6 separate regions of the Mus musculus genome follow, and all the other regions are linked to region 1. A link is a contact called in public ChIA-PET, Hi-C, capture Hi-C and promoter capture Hi-C data. All regions are on one chromosome and are shown on one strand. The core of a region is the stretch at or near the end of the contact, and the rest is flanking DNA. Distances in the headings are between cores, read along the strand shown.

What was found. Promoter capture Hi-C pulls out the DNA fragments that hold promoters and counts their contacts. Hi-C and Micro-C count contacts between places; a contact is called where the count stands out from the background. ChIA-PET counts read pairs in DNA pulled down with a chosen protein or histone mark. Capture Hi-C pulls out chosen DNA fragments and counts their contacts.
Region 2: a contact with region 1 is called in a promoter capture Hi-C map of macrophages, with 9 read pairs. The contact joins the promoter of Ifi207 here to the promoter of Mndal in region 1. A contact is called at or near these places in 1 of 39 promoter capture datasets (macrophages), 1 of 484 Hi-C or Micro-C datasets (bone marrow-derived macrophages), 2 of 115 datasets of contacts at active chromatin or transcription factors (bone marrow-derived macrophages and embryonic stem cells) and 3 of 9 other capture datasets (adipose tissue, liver and macrophages).
Region 3: a promoter capture Hi-C map of macrophages shows a contact between it and region 1, with 6 read pairs. The contact joins the promoter of Olfr432 here to the promoter of Mndal in region 1. A contact is called at or near these places in 7 of 39 promoter capture datasets (the 3T3-L1 cell line, 3T3-L1-derived adipocytes, the HPC-7 cell line and 3 more), 1 of 484 Hi-C or Micro-C datasets (B cells), 2 of 115 datasets of contacts at active chromatin or transcription factors (CD8 T cells and bone marrow-derived macrophages) and 4 of 9 other capture datasets (adipose tissue, liver, macrophages and 1 more).
Region 4: a contact with region 1 is called in a capture Hi-C map of macrophages, with 2.5 times the contacts expected there. The contact joins the promoter of Ifi205 here to the promoter of Mndal in region 1. A contact is called at or near these places in 2 of 39 promoter capture datasets (the HPC-7 cell line and macrophages), 1 of 484 Hi-C or Micro-C datasets (B cells), 1 of 115 datasets of contacts at active chromatin or transcription factors (embryonic stem cells) and 4 of 9 other capture datasets (adipose tissue, liver, macrophages and 1 more).
Region 5: a contact with region 1 is called in an RNA polymerase II ChIA-PET map of memory CD8 T cells, with 28 read pairs. The contact joins the promoter of Ifi208 here to the promoter of Mndal in region 1. A contact is called at or near these places in 3 of 115 datasets of contacts at active chromatin or transcription factors (the 230-238 cell line, effector CD8 T cells and memory CD8 T cells) and 3 of 9 other capture datasets (adipose tissue, liver and pancreatic islet).
Region 6: a contact with region 1 is called in a Hi-C map of B cells, with 17 read pairs. The contact joins the promoter of Ifi209 here to the promoter of Mndal in region 1. A contact is called at or near these places in 1 of 484 Hi-C or Micro-C datasets (B cells), 1 of 115 datasets of contacts at active chromatin or transcription factors (memory CD8 T cells) and 2 of 9 other capture datasets (adipose tissue and liver).

The regions. Positions count from the first base shown.
Region 1 is chr1:173,878,571-173,881,607 of GRCm38.p6, forward strand. Mndal (myeloid nuclear differentiation antigen like) reads right to left here and starts at 1,617. Exons shown (of 10, transcript NM_001170853.1): 1 at 1,581-1,617; 2 at 1,355-1,420.
Region 2 is chr1:173,740,381-173,743,423 of GRCm38.p6, forward strand. Ifi207 (interferon activated gene 207) reads right to left here and starts at 1,429. Exons shown (of 8, transcript NM_001204910.1): 1 at 1,208-1,429.
Region 3 is chr1:174,048,669-174,051,683 of GRCm38.p6, forward strand. It overlaps Olfr432 (olfactory receptor 432), which reads left to right and starts at 1,707. Exons shown (of 1, transcript NM_146716.2): 1 at 1,707-2,645. The coding sequence starts at 1,707. The coding sequence ends at 2,645. It also overlaps the pseudogene Olfr431-ps1.
Region 4 is chr1:174,029,927-174,033,115 of GRCm38.p6, forward strand. Ifi205 (interferon activated gene 205) reads right to left here and starts at 1,829. Exons shown (of 7, transcript NM_172648.3): 1 at 1,698-1,829.
Region 5 is chr1:173,671,994-173,675,119 of GRCm38.p6, forward strand. Ifi208 (interferon activated gene 208) reads left to right here and starts at 1,672. Exons shown (of 7, transcript NM_001162938.2): 1 at 1,672-1,973.
Region 6 is chr1:173,629,344-173,632,203 of GRCm38.p6, forward strand. Ifi209 (interferon activated gene 209) reads left to right here and starts at 1,516. Exons shown (of 7, transcript NM_175026.3): 1 at 1,516-1,812.

The DNA of each region.
Region 1 (3,037 bases), core at 367-2,866:
CTAACCAGTCCAATGACAAGGTCTGCCAATTGTTATTTAAGAAATTTACCTATAGGTTGTTCATAAAAGATTCCCCAACAGTGGAGAAATCTAAAATTAAATTCTCTAGAAACTAAAGAACATCCTATTTATCTACATTAGTGGAGCTTTAATAGAACGGAAGGCAAAACTATTATTAAATACCACAGAAAGTTAAACCCTCCCATCTTAGAAGGAGGTAGTTTTAACTATGGATTTATCAGTTAATAATAGCGCAATTCTTTGTCCTTATTTCACAGCTCTATCGAAACATGGAATATATCTTCACACAAGTACACGTATCCATACACATACATATACATCACATCCATTCAATATCTGTGAGAGCACACAAATCTGTACTTTTTTTAAAAAGATAAAAAGGAGAACCCACAGGTTTACAGTTAATATGACAGTGTAGTCACTACTGAGTAGGGTAAAAAGATCTGGAAAAATTTGGAAAGTTTGAGTAGTATAACTGAGAAACTTAGCAACACAGGTCTAATTCAGGTACAAATCTCAAATTGACATTTGAATTACAAAGTTTGAGTACACACGGAGTCCTATGCCAGAGGATACAGAAAGCCTTTAAAATATCCTAAAAGTAAACCAAGTGGACAACAGAAATGATTGTATGTAACTGACCTTCATACTCCCTATATTTTATGACAACAAAATAAAAACAAAAATAAATAAAATTTAGCCTATAAAAAGAATAACTTTCATGATGACAAAAAGTTTCTATCAGTGACTAAATACTATTCTTACTCCCTTTTTTGAAGGGGAGAGAAAGAAAGAGTTACATATGCATATTGAAACAGGAAGTATTTGAATAACTGTATTTGTGATTCTTAGGAACGTTGTACTGCACATGTCCACTAGTTCTCATGCTGTCTAATGTTAAAATAAGACCAGATGATGAAGCTACTTGTTCAAATGCATTTTTCACTGAATATTATATCACAGTAATTTTTTATATCACTAACCTGTCTTTTACTCAGTCCAGCCACCAGATTCCCCTGCACCGCCCAGCCCAGGCTACTGAAGCCTTCTTGTTTTCCATTTATTGACACTTATACTTAGAAAGCTAATTTTATAACCTGCACTAATCAAAGCTCATGTTTTCTTACCTCAAGCTCGAGGAATGGAGAAAGAAAGATGCTGTCATCATCCTGAATGCGGTATCAGAACCTGTTGCAGCAGGTTCACTGCCCTGCTGGCAGTTGAACAATCTGTGCTCTCCCCACCAGCCACTGGGAAGAACCACACTGATCCCCTATGTTCTTGTGGGTTTCATGGAGCTATCTCTTCTATATATAAAAGGGGAGAGACTTACCTCCGTGGAAATTTCTCAGCAATGTTCAGATGATAAATCTTCAGCAAGTCAGGAAATGGGGTTTCTCTGTTTTGAGTAGAAAGAGAAATGACTCAAAAAAGTACACCAGAATGCATTGCAATCTCATTAAATGCTGAGAAAATGTAGTATTTACAAAATAACAGGGAGGGGGGCAAGAGAACTGGTTAAAGTAAGTTTCTAGCTTTAGCAGGGCTGGATGCCTTACAGTGTGCTGTCTTCCTGGGGAGACTTAAGATGAAATTGGGCTCCTCCCAGCACTGTTCATAGCTTTCGATTTCCCCAGCTCTTAAAATAGAGCACTTTATTTCCTGTTATTAATGTAATTTCTAGAAAGAAGCACACACACACACACACACAAACACACACAGGAGAGAGAGAAATTGCAACACTGCATGTTTTATGTCCAGTAGACTTAAGGGTGGGTCACTAGGAATCACTCTCATCTGAAAGAAGATGAATCACAAGGAGATACAAGCAAGTCACTCAGCCACCTCACCCTTCTTTGTTTGCTCAGTATGAAAGTGGTCAGAGGGGAGCGCCTGAGAGTCTGTTGTTCCTTGGATTTGATGAAGCCTGCTAGCTCAGCTGTAATACTTTTGTTTCATGCCTGCCAGCTTGTTTGACACAAAAGCAGCTTGACTGTAGGCACAGCCAATATTGGGGAATGCCAGGGCCAGGAAGCCAGTGTGGGTTGGTTCGTGAGCAGATGGAGGGAGGAGGGGATAGGGAGTCTTCAGTGGGGAAACCAGGAAAGGGGATAACATCCTAAATGTAAATAAAGAAAACATCTAATAAAAAGAAAAAGAAAAAAAAGAAGATAAAAACATTTTAAAAATTAAAAGAAAAAGTTTGACTGAAAGAAAGGTCAATTTGACCATATTCTGAGGCTTCAACAGTCATCATCATCATCAGAAATTCCCAACCCATAGCCTTCACTCAGAGCAAAGAAAGATAGAGGACAGCTTGAAAAAAAAAAGACTTGGAAAAAGGTTGACCACCCTACAGCCCTCCCCTCACCCGCTTATGAGCTCATTATGATTTTCTGCCTATATTAACTGACCCTGGAAAATAGCTCTTGTATCTGAATTGAGCCCCTGTTCAATCAGTCTTGGGGTGTGTGTTCAATAAACCAGCCCTGTTTAACTGAGATCCGTTTCTGGGTGCTTTGTGCTGTGATCTGCAGACCACAACAGTACTTGCTTGAGCATTTCCTGAATAGGGAAATATGTGTGATGGATCACTTTTGGTTTAAGCACTTTCCAAAGCATCCATTCATTAATTCATTAGTGGTTCCTAGGCCATATTTTCCCAGAGCATAGTGTTATAAGAAACATACAACTTCAACCTCAGCTTAAAAAAAAAAAGTAATTGGGCGTAACTGCCCTCTATACTATAGCTTCACTGTCCTCTATAACTGATTAAGAAAATGACCCCTGAGATATTTTTAATGGGAAAAGACAGCAGATTGTGGGCTATGTAGTGCTAGCAGATGAAGCCTTGGAAACTCAAGGAAAAAAGCTGAACATCTGGTAGCTTCAGAGCTTAAAGCAGTGTTTGACTGACTGTTTCTTCCTTTGTAGGATAGTGGATGGTGTCTGTACTATTGTTATAGTGAGACATGGGGAAAAAGGACACCAACTACTACTGGATGCTTTATAGGAA
Region 2 (3,043 bases), core at 179-2,678, 140 kb before region 1:
TTAAGGACCATCCAAGAAATTATCATAAAACCAAGAAATTATCATAAAACCTGGAGGCTCACTACTTAATAATGAAAAATTTCAACCCAAGAAAATGAAACAATTTTAATTATATAATTACCAAATAATAACAGACTTTAGTTTTATAACTACATCATTCTCATGACATTAAATAGTAAAATACAAAGTTAATCATAGACATTTAAGAGGGGCATGGTAGTGGATGTCTATGATTAAAGGCCTCCAGAGGCAGAGGCAGAGGCAGAGGCAGAGGCAGAGGCAGAGGCAGAGGCAGAGGCAGAGGCAGAGGCAGAGGCAGAGGCAGAGGCAGAGGCAGAGGCAGAGGCAGAAGAGGAAGAGAAAGAGGAAGAGGCAGAAAGACTGTAACTATGAGGGTGGCCTCAGCTATGTGCCAAGTTATAGGCAAACCTGGCTTGGATAATGAAATTATTTTTCAAACAGTAATAATAACAAGCAATAATACATATATAAACAGGAATGACATTGACTAATCATGACTATGGTTTTAAATTTATGCATATCTCAACTACTAAAAACTTAGGCAAAACACGATAAAAATATTAGAAAAATTTTAGGAAAAATTAATAACAATGAACAAGATTAACTTTAGCCCATTAGAAATCACCTCCAGCATGGAATGAAGAGGAGAGTATGACAAATATTGACTCTAACATCTGATACAAGAGGGAGCTAAGAGGAAACCTAAACATAAAAATGTCAAGACACTATTTAAATAACTGTATTAACAAACGTGGGACATTTTCTTCTACAGGCTAATGAGAGTTCTCAAGTTTTGTATATTCACAAAACTGGAAAGTATATTCATATTAAAGTGTGGTTTTCATTTAACATTATTTTAGTTATCATTTTTCTTGTTTCTGTCTTGTCTTTTACACAGTCATTCACCACAAACACCTTGCTCCCAAGTCTTCTCTAGTGAAGATAAATGAAGACCATTGATAAGCACTAACTCATGAAAAGTCATAGGAGTAGAGGTGGCACCTTTATTCTGACATGTGCTGTCTTCCTAGTGAAACATTTGAAACCAGCTAGAGCAGGTTCAACGCTGTGATTGCAGCTGGGACCAGCCCTGGTCCCCTCACCCCCCAACACTGATTTTTTTCTCTGTTCCTTTATATTTCATAGATAGATCTGACCACAAATTTAAGAAACAAAGAGAACTCACCTCCTTGGATATTTCTGCTGCGATGTACAGATCCTGAGACCTTCAACAACACAAGAAGTGGCCTGCTTGGCTCGAGTAGGTAGGTAGATCAGGTAGTAAATGAGAAACTGAAGCGTGGGGTGTAAAGGAAGGCACTAGTGATTAGGACACTCTCAGAGTTGTTTTTTGAGCAGCATTGGCTATCTCTCTGTGCTGTCTCCCTTGGGTGAGCAGTGCTGAAACAGCCAGGACTCCTCCCAGTTTTGTTCTTAATTTTCGATTTCCCTGGCTAGGGAAACCTCTTAACTTCCTGAAAACACTGTGGTCACTATGAAAAAAAATCACAGCTTAGTCAGGCTCACATGATTTTCTGACAAATCTCACTAAATAAGAACGTCCTAACCTTTTGACTTTTGTAGCAAATGGATGTACACTGGCCACTAGACACAAAACTCACATGCATGGTGTACCTATACCAAGGTGTTAAAACTAGCTAAGCAGGGTTCTGCTCTACTTAGATAGGAGTCGTGGACAGCTAAGGTGGAGTTTTTATTGTAGTAAAGTACTCAAGACCCAGGAAATAGTCTAATATCCCCAGGGTTTGCAAGTGCCAAACTCTTCAGAAGCCAGAGACTTGTGGCTCTGAGATTTTGGATTGGAGACTTATTATTCTGGGATTTAACCATCAACTGCCAACCTGGCATTTGGAAGTTTTCATAATTAACTTCTGAAAGCAGTGGATCAAAGACAGTTGGAAACAGACAGTGCCTTTGTGATCCTGGCACCTTGAGAGTGGCTGGTGTCACAGCTCATTGACTGAGGTGCCTTAGTCCTTGACCCTCAAGGATTGGCAGCTGTCTGCAATGTTCCTGGTTGTCAGTCAGCAGTATCTCAGTCTTCAGTTCCTCATAGCCCTGGGTAACTTTCTCTCTGACACCCCTGTGTCAGCTCCAGATGTTCTCTGGATTTCTTCAGCTGATTTTTCGTCACAATGACCACTGTCATGACTACCTCTGTTTCCACTCCTCTATTCTCTCTTTTAAAATTTTTATTTAATCTTCTTTTTCTTACACTCCAGGTTTTATCCCCTCCTGATTCAACCGCTGGGTATTCCCAATCCCATAGCCACTCCCTGAGCCCTGTGTCTCCATAGGATTCCCCAGCCCCTACCCCCCATCCCACCAGACTTCCCCATTCCCTGGGGCCTTCAGTCTCTTGAGCATTGTATGCATCTTCTCTGGCTAAACCAACCCAAAAAATATAAAATACCTTGGTGTGCAAATATCTGATATGCAGATAGTTTTAGGCAATCCCCCAAGGAGTTGGAACCTGTAGGTTCAGAACAGATAAGTAGAAGAGGGTATCTCCACAGTTCTCTGTTAAATAGGACTTAAGATTCAGCTCAACCAAGATGAGAAAAGACAAAGCTAGAGTGAATTTGGCTGTTGTGGTAGATGGGAGTAAGTTCTATATGGAAGAACTGAATTGGGAAGGTAGCAGGTGCTCTAAGATTCCAATGATGAGACAAGAATGGATGAGGAAAGGAAGGCAGAGGTAGCTAATGTGTATTTCAGTCAAGTACGGTAGCTGTGCTATTCGTGGTAAAGAGTAAATGTTTGGTAAGCCAGGTCTGTGCAGGAGAACAAGGGCCTCAGAAGCAACAGATGTTCTGGGACACATTCCTACTACCCTGGGCCTTCATTCTCAGATAAGAAGTAGACGTGATCCTAACTCTTCTGTGAACCTTCCCTGCCAGAGGAGAGCTTGCCTCCAAGGGAGTGCTCTGAATCCTGAGACTCAGGTGAAATCACCACTTCCTCTTCCATGTAAGGTGTGTCTGTACAGAAGAGCAGGGGA
Region 3 (3,015 bases), core at 457-2,956, 170 kb after region 1:
ACATTGGACCAGAGAACCCATTATGGCCACTGCAGTATGAGGTGATGGTATGAAGGAAGAAATAGGGTCATTCAGCAGAAAACAAAAAGCTACCGTGTGGATTAGGTTGTTAAGTCATAAGGCAAATGATGCAGAATGATGGCAAATCTCCAGGCAAGTGTAATTTTAAAGGGGCAAAGCAATTCCCCTTTCCTAAAGTTGTTATTCTTTATGTGTGAATGAAGATATGAGTACTAGATTGTTTCCTTAATGTCATGTTATATGGTCATTGCAAGACAGGCAATATCCCTGGATTAGATTGCAGAACTCCAAAGTGTAGATGCAGAGGTAAGTCATTGGCGAGACACACACATCTCATCTGACTCATTTCTGTGGGCCTCACTTCTTGCCCCAGAGGGATCCATACTGAGAGTTAGTCATAGTAACCTCAGGGAACGTTTATTAAGGAGTTTGTGGGAGAGCTTTGTTTCCAGGAGCAGGAATTATAAATAAGGGAGTGTCTTGGGATAGAAGTGATACCAAGAAGAATGAGACTAGTTCTGTTGTAACCAAAAGAATGAGGTAATGGTTGGAGGTGGCACACAAGAGGTAAGAACAGCAAAAAAAAAAAAAAAAAAAGCAGCAGGAGGCAGCTGAATAATTGACCTTTTCTGAATAATTTCCATTTGAGTATGAGCATGACATTCTGCAGATATTAATAAAGGCTGTCCATGAGGAACCTAGTACAAATCAATCAATAACTAGAGAATCATAAGCTATTACCACGTCAGAAACTTCGGGAACCTGTAACTTAAACTTCTTCAGTTACAGGACTTCAGCCACAGAGGAAGTGTTGGTTTGGATCAAGATTCACGTTGAGTTGGTGGTGAAGACAAATGAGGAAATACGACTCCTGAAATAAGGCATTGCTTGTACTACTTTAGCACCTCTTGACACATCTCATAGGGGCTTTGCTTTGTACTTCTCCCTTTCTCCTACCCACTGCAGTATTCTGAAGTGTATCTCCCACTAGAATACTTCCAGAAAACACATCCTCTTAGCCAATGGATTATTCATGTTTCCCAAAAGTATTCAGCTTTGAGATATGTTCCTAAGATAGCCTTGTTTCTTGTCCATCATTTTCTCTTTCCACCTTTGATAAGAACCTTGATGAGTTCTAAACAAACCTGGAGAACCCCCAATAAGACTTAGATGTTAATGAATGAACATAAGTCTCCTTTTCCTACTATATCCTAGTTGTTGAATCCAGTATACAATAAGGATCATAATTTCGAATTATCATGGGAGCACTTAACTAGGAATGGTAGGAGAAAGAAGCAGAATTTTCCTATCATTTTATTTGTTGGGATTTTTCTTTTTTTTCTTTTTTTTCTTTTTTCTTTTTCTTTTTTTTTCTTTTTTTTTTTTTTTTTTTTGGCAAAGCAGAGAGGAGAAAATCTTAGGCCTGACTGCTGCCATAGTCTACAAATGTTGTTCTGTGAATTAAAACAATAATTCTATGTGGCCACTGTCACCAACAGATATTAAACAAACCACTTCTGACTACTAGTAGTCAAATCCTCTTTCATCCTGTAGATGGAATGGATTGAGTAGACAATATGTGATTTTGACTTGTGTGTTCTATACTTTGGTCTCTGGGGAACATTGTCCAGAGGAAAAACATAAAGGTGATTATTTACTGCCTTTTTCTTTCATTCCCAGGAATCATGGATCATGTCAACTATACCTGGACACGGACCTTCATCCTTGCTGGTTTCACTACCTCTGGCACCCTGCAACATCTTGCAGTTTTTGGAACCCTGTGCATCTATCTCCTCACACTGGCAGGGAACTTGTTCATCATTGTCTTGATCCAGGCAGATTCAGGGCTGTCCACTCCCATGTACTTCTTTATCAGTGTCCTCTCCTTCCTGGAACTCTGGTATGTCAGCACCACAGTGCCCACCTTGCTGCATACCTTGCTCCATGGGCCTTCACCCATCCCCTCGTCTGCATGCTTTGTCCAGCTGTATGTCTTCCACTCCTTGGGCATGACCGAGTGCTACCTGCTAGGTGTCATGGCTCTGGACCGCTACCTTGCTATCTGTCGTCCACTGCACTACCATGCACTCATGAGCAGACAGGTACAGAAACAGTTAGTTGGGGTTACATGGTTGGCTGGTTTTTCAGCTGCCCTGGTGCCTGCAGGTCTCACTGCCTCTTTACCTTATTGTTTGAAAGAGGTGGCCCATTACTTTTGTGACCTGGCACCAGTGATGCAGTTGGCATGTGTGGACACTAGCTGGCATGCTCGGCTTTATATTGCAGTGATTGGCATGATCAATACATGCAATCTTACTTTCATCTTGGGACTCTATGGAGGTATTGTGAGAGCTGTGCTGAAGCTGCCTTCAGCTGCTAGTCGTGCAAAAGCCTTTTCCACCTGTTCCTCCCATATAACCGTAGTGACACTGTTCTTTGGCTCTGCCTTCATTGTCTATGTGGGCCCACCAGAGATTCGAGCTGAAGGCAGAGACAAGCTTATTGCCTTGGTATATACTTTGCTCACCCCTTTCTTCAACCCTATTATTTATACTCTTCGCAATAAGGAAGTAAAAGAGGCTTTTAAGAGGGTCACACAGAGGATTAATGCTGTGCTGAAATGACTTGAAGTCTGCTAGGTTTATTGTATTCCATCATATGAAAATTGAAAGATTTCCCTGCTTATTGTATAGACAATTAACTAGTTGTTTCGATGATATGTCAAATTTTCAACTCATGAAATCTTTCATTAGGACACATTGTAAAATGTTGTAAGACAAATATAGTCCCTGAACCTACCAACGTAGGAGTGGGTGAGGACACAGATTTGAAGGGGAAGAAACAAAATGACGTTCACCTTTTCTCAGGCAGATGGAACTTAGTTAGAAAGTGAGTTGGTTTAATTTCTAGAATCTGGTCTGGCTATGTGTTAATGTTTCAGACCGGATTTTTGAAGAAAGACCAAGAAGATATTGAAATTAGTTAAAGATTTTG
Region 4 (3,189 bases), core at 579-3,078, 150 kb after region 1:
TGAAATGGAAGAGTGGTCAATAGAGATGAGGAAGAGGCAGCGACAGGGGAAACATGAAGAAGTTTAATAAAGGACATCAAAACACACCATAAGTCTCATCCCATAATATGAAATTCTAACACATACAATTAGTGATTTTTGAAGATGTGGAAGTGCTTGTTACTTGGACTAGACTACTACCCATTATATATGCACATTGATTTTATAGTATGCCTTATAAAGGTCTATAAGGTAGAAAAATAATAACTCTTTTAAAATAAAAATATAAAAGTATATAGCATTTAGAAGGCAGGGATTGTTAAAAATCTCTAAATTTGAGGCCATCGTGGTCGACATAGTCAGTTCTAAGCCGAGCAATGTTACATAGTGTGAGACCTTGTCAAAAAAAAATAAAAATAAAACAGATCAAAACAAAACAAAAGCACAAAATGAGACAATTTTTAAAGTGGTTTAGAAAAAAAAGAATACCTTGGGATTGCTGACAAAATACTATTTAATGGATTTCAAAAATATTAGAAAAATTTGATGCTGAAAGAGTAATTTAAAGACACCAAAATCCTCCATTAATATAGCTAAGGACCATCCAAGAAATTATCATAAAACCTGGAGGCTCACTGCTTAGTAGTGAAAGATTTCAAACCAAGAAAAGTGAAACCATTTTAATTATATAATTACCAAATTATAACAGATTTTAGTTTTATAACTACATTACTCCCATGACAGTAAATAGTACTATGTAGTAAAATACAAAATTAATCATAGACATTTAACAGGGACATGGTAGTGGATGTTTATGATTCAAGGGCTGCAGAGGCAGAGGCAGAGGCAGAGGCAGAGGCAGAGAGTATAAGTTTGAGACTGGCCTCAGCTATGCACCACTTTCCAGGCAAACCAGGATTCAATAATGAAATTATTTTTCAAACAACAATAATAATAACAAGCAATAACATAAATTTAAACAAATACGACACTGAGTAATCATGACTATGGTTTCAAATTTATGCATATCTCAACTACTGAAAATTTAAGCAAAGCACGATAAAAAATTTGAAACATTTGAGAAAAAAATAGTAACAGTGAACAAGTTTAACTTTAGCCCACTAGAGTTCACCTCCAGAGTGGAATGAAGAACAGAGTATGGCAAATATTGTCTCTAACATCTCATACATAAGGGAGCTAGGAGGAGAGCTAAACATAAAAATGTCAAGACACTCTATTTAAATAACTTTATTCACAAAACTGGAACATTTTCTTCTATAGGATAATGAGTTTTCATGTTTTGTATAAATCTCAGTTTTGTATATTCACAAAACTAGATACTATATTCATGTTGAAGTGTGGTTTTCATTTAACATTATTTTAGTTATCATTTTTCTCATTTCTGTCTGGTCTTTTACACAGTCATTCACCACAAACACCTTGCTCCCATGCCTTCTCTAGTGAAGATAGTTGAAGACCAGTGTTAAACACTAACTCATGAAAAGTTATGGGAATAGGGATGGCATCTTTATTCTGTCATCTGCCATCTTCCTAGTGAAGCATCAGAAACCAGCTACAGCAGGTTCAAGGCTGTGAGTGCAGCTGGTACTAGCCCTGGCTACCGCCCCCCCCCCAACTCCAATACTGATTTTTTTCTATGTTCCTTTATATTCCACAGATAGATATGATCATATATTTAAGAAACAGACAGGACTCACCTCCCTGGAATTTCGGCAGCAATGTACAGGTGCTGAGATCTTCAACAACAGAAGTGGCCTGCTTGGTTTGAGTAGGTAGGCAGATAATTCAGTAACTGAGAAAGTGAAAAATGGGGTATAAATGAAGACACCAGTGGTTAGGACACTCTCAGAGTTGTTTCACTTCTTGAGCAGCACTGGGTGTCTCTCACTGTGCTGTCTCCCTCGGGTGAGGAGTGCTGAAATAGCCAGGCCTCCTCCCAGTTTTGTTCATAGCTTTCAATTTCCCTGGCCTGGGAAACCTCTTAGCTTCCCTTAAACACTGTGGTCACTATGGGAAAAAAAAATCACAGCTTAGTCAGGCTCACATTCTTTTCTGTTGAATCTCACTAAATAAGAAAGTCCTAACCTTTTGACTTTTGTAGCAGTCATATATACACTGGCCACCAGACACAAAACTCACATACATGGTGTACCCAGATCAAGGTGTTAAAACTCCCTGACCAAGGTTCTTCTGCTCTACTTAGATAGGAGTCATGGACCGCTGAGTCGGAGTTTTTATTGCAATAAAGTACTCAAGGCCTAGGAAATAGTCTAACACATCCAGGATTTACAAGCACCAAACCCTTCAGAAGTTAGAGAGGTTTTGGATTGGAGATTTATGGTTCTGGGATTTAACCACAACTGCCAGCTCAGAATTTGGGAGTTTATAATCAACTTCTGGAAGCAGCAGGTGAAAGATAGTAACAAACAGGAAGTGCCTTTGTGATTCTGGGACCTTGAGAGTGGCTGGTGTCATATCTCATTGACTGAGGTGCTAGAATTCTTGGCCCTTAAGGACTGGTAGCTGTTCGGTATGCACCTGGAAGTCAGTCAACAGTATCTCAGGCTTCAGCTCTTCATAGCCCTGCTTGTCTTTATCCCTGACACCTCTATGCCACTTCCACCACTCTATTTTCTCTCTCTCTTTTTTAAATTATTCTTTTATTTTACACTTCAGATTTTATTCCCCTCCTGGTCTACCCTCTTATTATTTTACATCCCATACCTCCTCACTGCTCCCCTGACTCCATGAGGATGTCCCCTCCAACCCCAACCCCACCAGATCTCTAAACTCCCTGGGTACTCCAGTCACTTGTGGGTTAGGTACATCATCTCTGACTGAAACCAGTCCTGGCAGTCCCCTGCTGTATGTGTGTTGGGGGCCTCCTATCAGCTGGTGTATGCTGCCTGGCTGGTGGTCCAGTGTCTGAGAGATCTCGGGGGGGTTAGGTTAATTGAAACTGCTGGTCCTCCTACAGGGTCACCCTCCTCCTCATCTTCTTCCAGCTTTTCCCTAATTCAACCTCAGGGGTCAGCAGATTCTGTTCATTGGCTGCCTACCAATATCTGCATCTGACTAGCTGCTTGTTGAGTCTTTCAGAGGGCAGTCATGATAAGTCCCTTTTTGTGAGCGCTCCATAGCCTCAGTAATAGTGTCAGGCCTTGGACCTCCCCTTGAGCTGGATCCCAC
Region 5 (3,126 bases), core at 422-2,921, 210 kb before region 1:
TCTGATTGGTGTAAGGTGGACTCTAAGGGCTGTTTTGATTTGCATTTCTCTGACCACTAAGGACTTTAGACACATTTCTTTAGGTGCTTCTCAGTTATCGAGATTCCTCAGAATTGAAATCTTGGTTTAGTTCTATACCCCATTTTTTGATTGGGTTATTTGGTTTTTTGGTGATTAGCTTTTTGAGTCATGTATTTTTGGATATTAGCCCTCTATTTGATGTGAGGTTAGTGAAGATTATTTCCAAATCTTTAGGTTGCTGATCTGTCTTATCAAAGGTGTCCTTTGCTTTACAACCCTGCCAGTTTCATGAGGTCCTATTTATCAATTCTTGATCTTAGAGCATGAATCATTGGAGTTCTGTTTAGGAAATATCCCCCTGTGCCAAAGAGTTCAAGGCTCTTTCCCATTATCTCTTCTATTAGATTCAGTGTATCTGATTTTATGTTGAGGTCCTTGATCTAATTAGACTTGAGCTTTGTGCAAGGTGATAAATATGGGTCAATTTTCATTCTACATACACACAGCCAGTTAGACTAACACGCGTTTTTGAAATGCTTTCTTTTTTTCCATTGTATAATTTTGGCTTGTCAAGATCAAGTGATGGGAAGCGTGTGGTTTTATTTCTGGGTTGTCATTTTTATTCCATTGATCAACATGTCTGTCTCTGTACCAATAACATGCAGGTTGAATCACTATTGCTCTGTAGGAAAGCTTGACGACAGGGATAGTGATTCCCCCAACTGTTCTACTATCAAAGGCAGAGACATCTGGAAGTTGCCCAAGACTAGCAGTTGGAAAGAAATTTAACTCCCATTGTTTTCATCCAGGTGACTGGTTACCTAGCTATGGCATTATCCTCTTTTTTAGACCAGTTGGTAGGCTTGCATACCATTATCTGCTGCTTGATGCCATTTGTTCCATGTTTCAGGATCACAACAAATGTTAATCCTTGAATTCTCCATCCCAGAAAAATGCAGCAGGACAAGCATTATATCAGCCCATAATCTCAATCAAAACTCGAGGTTTCCCACTGTCTCCCAGGCCCCAGGTTTCCCTGTGCTTACCAGTGAATAATGTAGAAACACTGAGGAAACATTAACTTCACCATTGAAGGAGGACAGCTTAGTTCTATAATCAGGAGGGAGGTGGATAATGCCAAATGCCTTTCTATTTATTTGAGGTTGCAGCTTGGAGTTGTGTGTTTGTAACATTATGCTCTGGCAAGTCTAGGTCTTGGGAGCTACTAATGGATGCATAGATGCTACAGGAATGACTTAAACCAGGAGCTGTTTCATCTCAGATTTTCCTTGAAACCCATTCACATGCAGCTGGCAACTGACACAGCAAAGATCTCCTGATACTGACTCTGTCCTGAGCAGAAAAGAAAGAAGAGGCTGGGTGACTTGGCTTTTTTGGTCTAAGTTTTCACCTTCATTCAAAGGAATGAAGGTTCCTAGGGATCCTTTTGCAAGCCTGTAGGACATGAGGATTATAAATCTAAATCTTGTACCTATGAAGATTTGCAAGAAACATCCTGAGTGTAACTAGCTCTCTTTGACTTTTTTGGTAATTGTTTACAGGAAGGAAACTCTTGAGTTTCCGTCTCTGAGGAAATCGAAAGCTATGAACCTTGTCCACTCCCCACAAAGTAGCACAGGATGAGAAACCAGTTCCCCTCAGTCTGAGCAGCTGTGCAGTGACTCTACCCAGTGTCAGCTTTCCATCTCTCTCTGAAAACACTTCATTGTCTCAGAATTTCAGGAGATTACAAAATCCTCTGGATCACCTTCTGAGAGATTTACTATTTGCTCTTCACACACACACTCACACACAGACACAGACACACACAGACACACACACATACACAGACACAGACACAGACACACACTCACTCACTCACTCACTTGCTCACTCACTCACTGCTTCCTGCCCTGCAAAGGCTGGATACCACTGAAGAATTTTCTGAAGAGGTGAGTCCTCCCCGTGCTTTCTCTATGAATGCACAAGACTACAGGTGAAATCCCTGTTGATCTTTAGGTTGAGAGAGAAGGAAGCCAAGCTGGTGGCTGCTACACTGAGCAGTGAATCTGCAGTATCTGAATTCAGGTCCTTGGCTCATAATGATGCTAGGCATCCTGATTCCTCCACCAGTAAGACTGACTGGAAAACAGGCATATTTCAGATTATAAAATATACTCTTTAGAGGTAAGCCAGGGTAAGTGAATAATAAGAAATAGATAGCTTTAGTTTTCTTGGCTGGAGAGTGCTTGGAACCTGGTGGTTGTAGTGAATGGCTGGGCAAAGGATGTGTTTGTGACAGGAAAAATTGTCATGAGGTAATAATACCCAGTGAAAAATGCATCTAGCTCTCAGGCTGCATTATCTAGTATTGCAACCATACATAGTCTGGGCACCAATGGGCATATGTGGTCAAAGGTGTCCCAGATTCACAGTGATTGCAAACCTGGGGTTTTATTGACTCAAGAAGCACATTACATGGTATTCATTCACTTCTACTTTAAGTGGATATGATGATATTGTAGACATTGTTAGTCTCTATCATCCTGGAAGTTAATTGCTTTGGTTTATTTGTCTTTTAGTTTTCTTTGATTTTGTCTTCTGGTGGTAAGATTTAGAAAAGAGTTGGAGGGTTCATCAGAACTAGATGTATACTTCACACTTTTAGACTCTTCTGCAGTCTCTCTGCGCACTATGGTTGATCTATCACTTATTAGGTGTATTAATTATGCTGCCCAGACTTTCTAAGATTTTACAAAGTTACAACCCTGTTCTTTTTTAAATTAAGATAAATAAAACATGCATAAAAATTTGATTCTTAAGTTATTATTAGACTTTCTATTATTAAAACACTTTTCTATTTTTAGGAGGTAAACTATTTTCATTCTTTTGGTTTTCTGAGAAGAATTTTTATTTTTGGTTCTAATTAAGACAATGCTAATATAGAAAAATTGGCTATTAGTTACTATAAAAAAGATTTATTTTATAATTTCCATGAATGCATGTCTTAATGGTAACCTTTAGATGCATGTGTTAAAGAAAATTTGACAAAAGATGTTAATTAACAAATTGTGTTAGGTCCTCTAGGGTAGGTTGAGGACACAT
Region 6 (2,860 bases), core at 266-2,765, 250 kb before region 1:
GGCATAGTGTACATACATGTGATCCCTACACTCAGGAGGCCAGAGCAGGAAGAGCTACATTTTGAGACTGGCCTGGGCTCCATAGTCAGACCCTGCATCGACTACCAAATGACAACAACAACAGGGATAAGAAGTCAAAGTGTAATATCACCACTTTGCCACATCACAAATTAAACCATAATTTCTTTCTCTGATGCTGTAATTTGGAATGATCCATACAAATACTGTCCACAGTGCTTGTCCCAGATTGGTACCTTTGGCTACCTTGTGGCTATGTTGGGCTTCTGCAGCAGGGATAGGCAAATCCACTGAGACATAAGCAGGAGCTGAGCGGAAACAGTAGGATCAACTTCCCCTGGGCTTTCTTTACTAAATCAGTTCAAAAGATGAAGAAAGGAAAAGGAAAAACTACATTGGCCAAACAAAAGAAAGATAAAGATGGTATTTTCCAACCTCCATTCACCATGAATAAAGGGCTGCAACCAGAATCAATGGTGGAGACACAGCACAAGTCCAGTGGCTTAGCTCTCCCAAGAAAAGCTTCTCTCTGGCTTTCCTTCCCCTTCTCTCCTTTTTGGGAATAATTAGTATTTTATGTAGTCTAAGAAACTAGTGAAAATGGCATCTAGTCAGCAAATCCACAGTTTCTAGTCATCTATATTGTTTCAGAAATACTTCAAGGTAATCCAATTCCCAATGATGGAAACATGAAATGATGGCACATTTTTAAAAGTTCTTAATTAAGGCAATCACCAGTTAAAGAATACTACTTTCCAAAGCTGGGTAAAAGATTTAAATCTAAACTGATCCTGGTCTACAGAGAGAGTTCCTGGCCAGCCAAGACTACACAGTAAAACTGTCTTTGAAAGTAAATAAATTAATAATAATAATAGTAGTAGTAGTAGTAGTAGTAGTAGTAGTAGTAGTAACAGAAAAGAGGAAAGCTAAAGCCAAAATCCTTTCTGCTTACGTGAGATTGGAGTCATATGTTTCTAACAGCATGGTACTCTGGAAAGTCCAGGGAACTAACAAAGGAGTGAAGTGTTTAAACCAAAAGCAATTTCATCTCAGATTTTTTCTTTCCTTTTCTTTTCTTTGCTTTTTTTCTTTCTTTCTTTTTTTTTTTCTTTTTGAAATTCATTCAAGAGCAGCTAGCAATTGCCAATTTCTCCTGCTGCCATTTGCATCCTGAGCAGGAAAGAAAGAGACCTGGTGACTTAGCTTTGCCTTTTGGGAGTTCATCTTTATTCAAAAGAGAGCACATTCCTGGTGACTCACTTGTGAGTTTGTTGGATGCAGTGCTTTTATATTTGGTTCTTGTACCTGTAAGATTTGTAAGAAAAGCAAAACATATCAATGGAGTGTAACTGTCTCTGACTTTCTTATGGTGACTAAAAGGTATACAGGAAGAAAACTGTTGAGTTTCAATCTCTGAGTAAATCGAAAGAGATGCACTCTGCCGGGAGGGGAACTTCCTGTTTCTTAGCTCTTCTGCCAACAAAACAACACCCAGCTGAGACATTCAGCAAGCCTCAGTCCATGGAGTGAGTCTAACCTGAGAATTTCTGTAGATTACATTTTCCAGTTCCCAAGAGATTTATTGGTTTATCTTCTTACACACATACACATACACACACACACACACACACACACACACACACACACACACACACACACCAACTCCTCCCTGTCCCCAACAAACTTTAAGAAGAAGAAGGACAAAAGAGAAGAGGAGGAAGAGGAGTGGAGAAGCCTCTAGTCCTGCCCTGTAGAAGATCTCAGCTTTACATCCCTAGAGAAACATCCAGCAAGGTGAGTTCTACCTGTTTTCTGTAGATATGGTAGATATTGGCTACATCTGTAAAAACAACAAGGACAGTGAAAAGACCTTTGCTGGTTCTTGTGGAGGAGGCAGTGCTGATCTGGTGCCTGCTGCACTCAGCAGTGAGCCCACAGCAGCCGGATTAGGGTCAGTCACTCAAAAAGATAGCAGACATCTTTAGTCCTCCACCACAGAGGAATGAGCTAAGAATAAAACATTTTGCATATTTTAGATAGTTTAATGAACTTTTTAAGCATAAATCTGAATAAGTGGATAATGTGAAGGCTATAATTAGCTCGGATAGGGAGTTCATGGTTATCTGGGATATGTGGGTGAGTGGGAAAAAGCCAAGATAGTGGCATGAAAAATTATTGTGAATGAAAAGTGCCTCTGGACATGAAATGAATTTTCTAATATCCTATCACTATGTGTAGTAGGAAGTTTCTCAGGTTCATAATATATAAACACAAAATGGTTTAACCATTTCCCAAGCCCATTCTGTGTTGTTCTTTCTTCACACCTCTCTAAAGATGGTATTTCCATTGTTAATTTCTACCATCAGGAAAGTTATTTTATTTTCCTTTTGGTTCTCTAATGGTGAAGTGTAATAGAGTGATGGAAGGTCAATTAGAACACATGTATCTTGCACATTTATAGAACAGTTTAAAGAATATATGTACCACAGCAGAGGACTTGGATAGAAGCTCTTAATTGATTTCAAAGTTCTGTGAACATTAGACCAGGCTCACTAAGTTTATTAATTATTGTAGCTAAACTTTCTAAATCACTGCAAAAGATTTTACTTATTTTTAACAATCAAGGGATGTACTTCTTTTTTATTTATTTTTATTTTTATTTTATTTTATTATATTTCAAATGTTATCCACCTTCCCAGTTTCCCCTCTTCAAACCTACTATCTCATCCCCTCTTCCTCTGCCTCTATGAGGGTACTCCCTCACACACCCAACCACTCCTGCCTGCCTGCCCTGCCATTCCCCAACACTGGGGCATTGGGCCTTCACAGGACCAAGAACCAC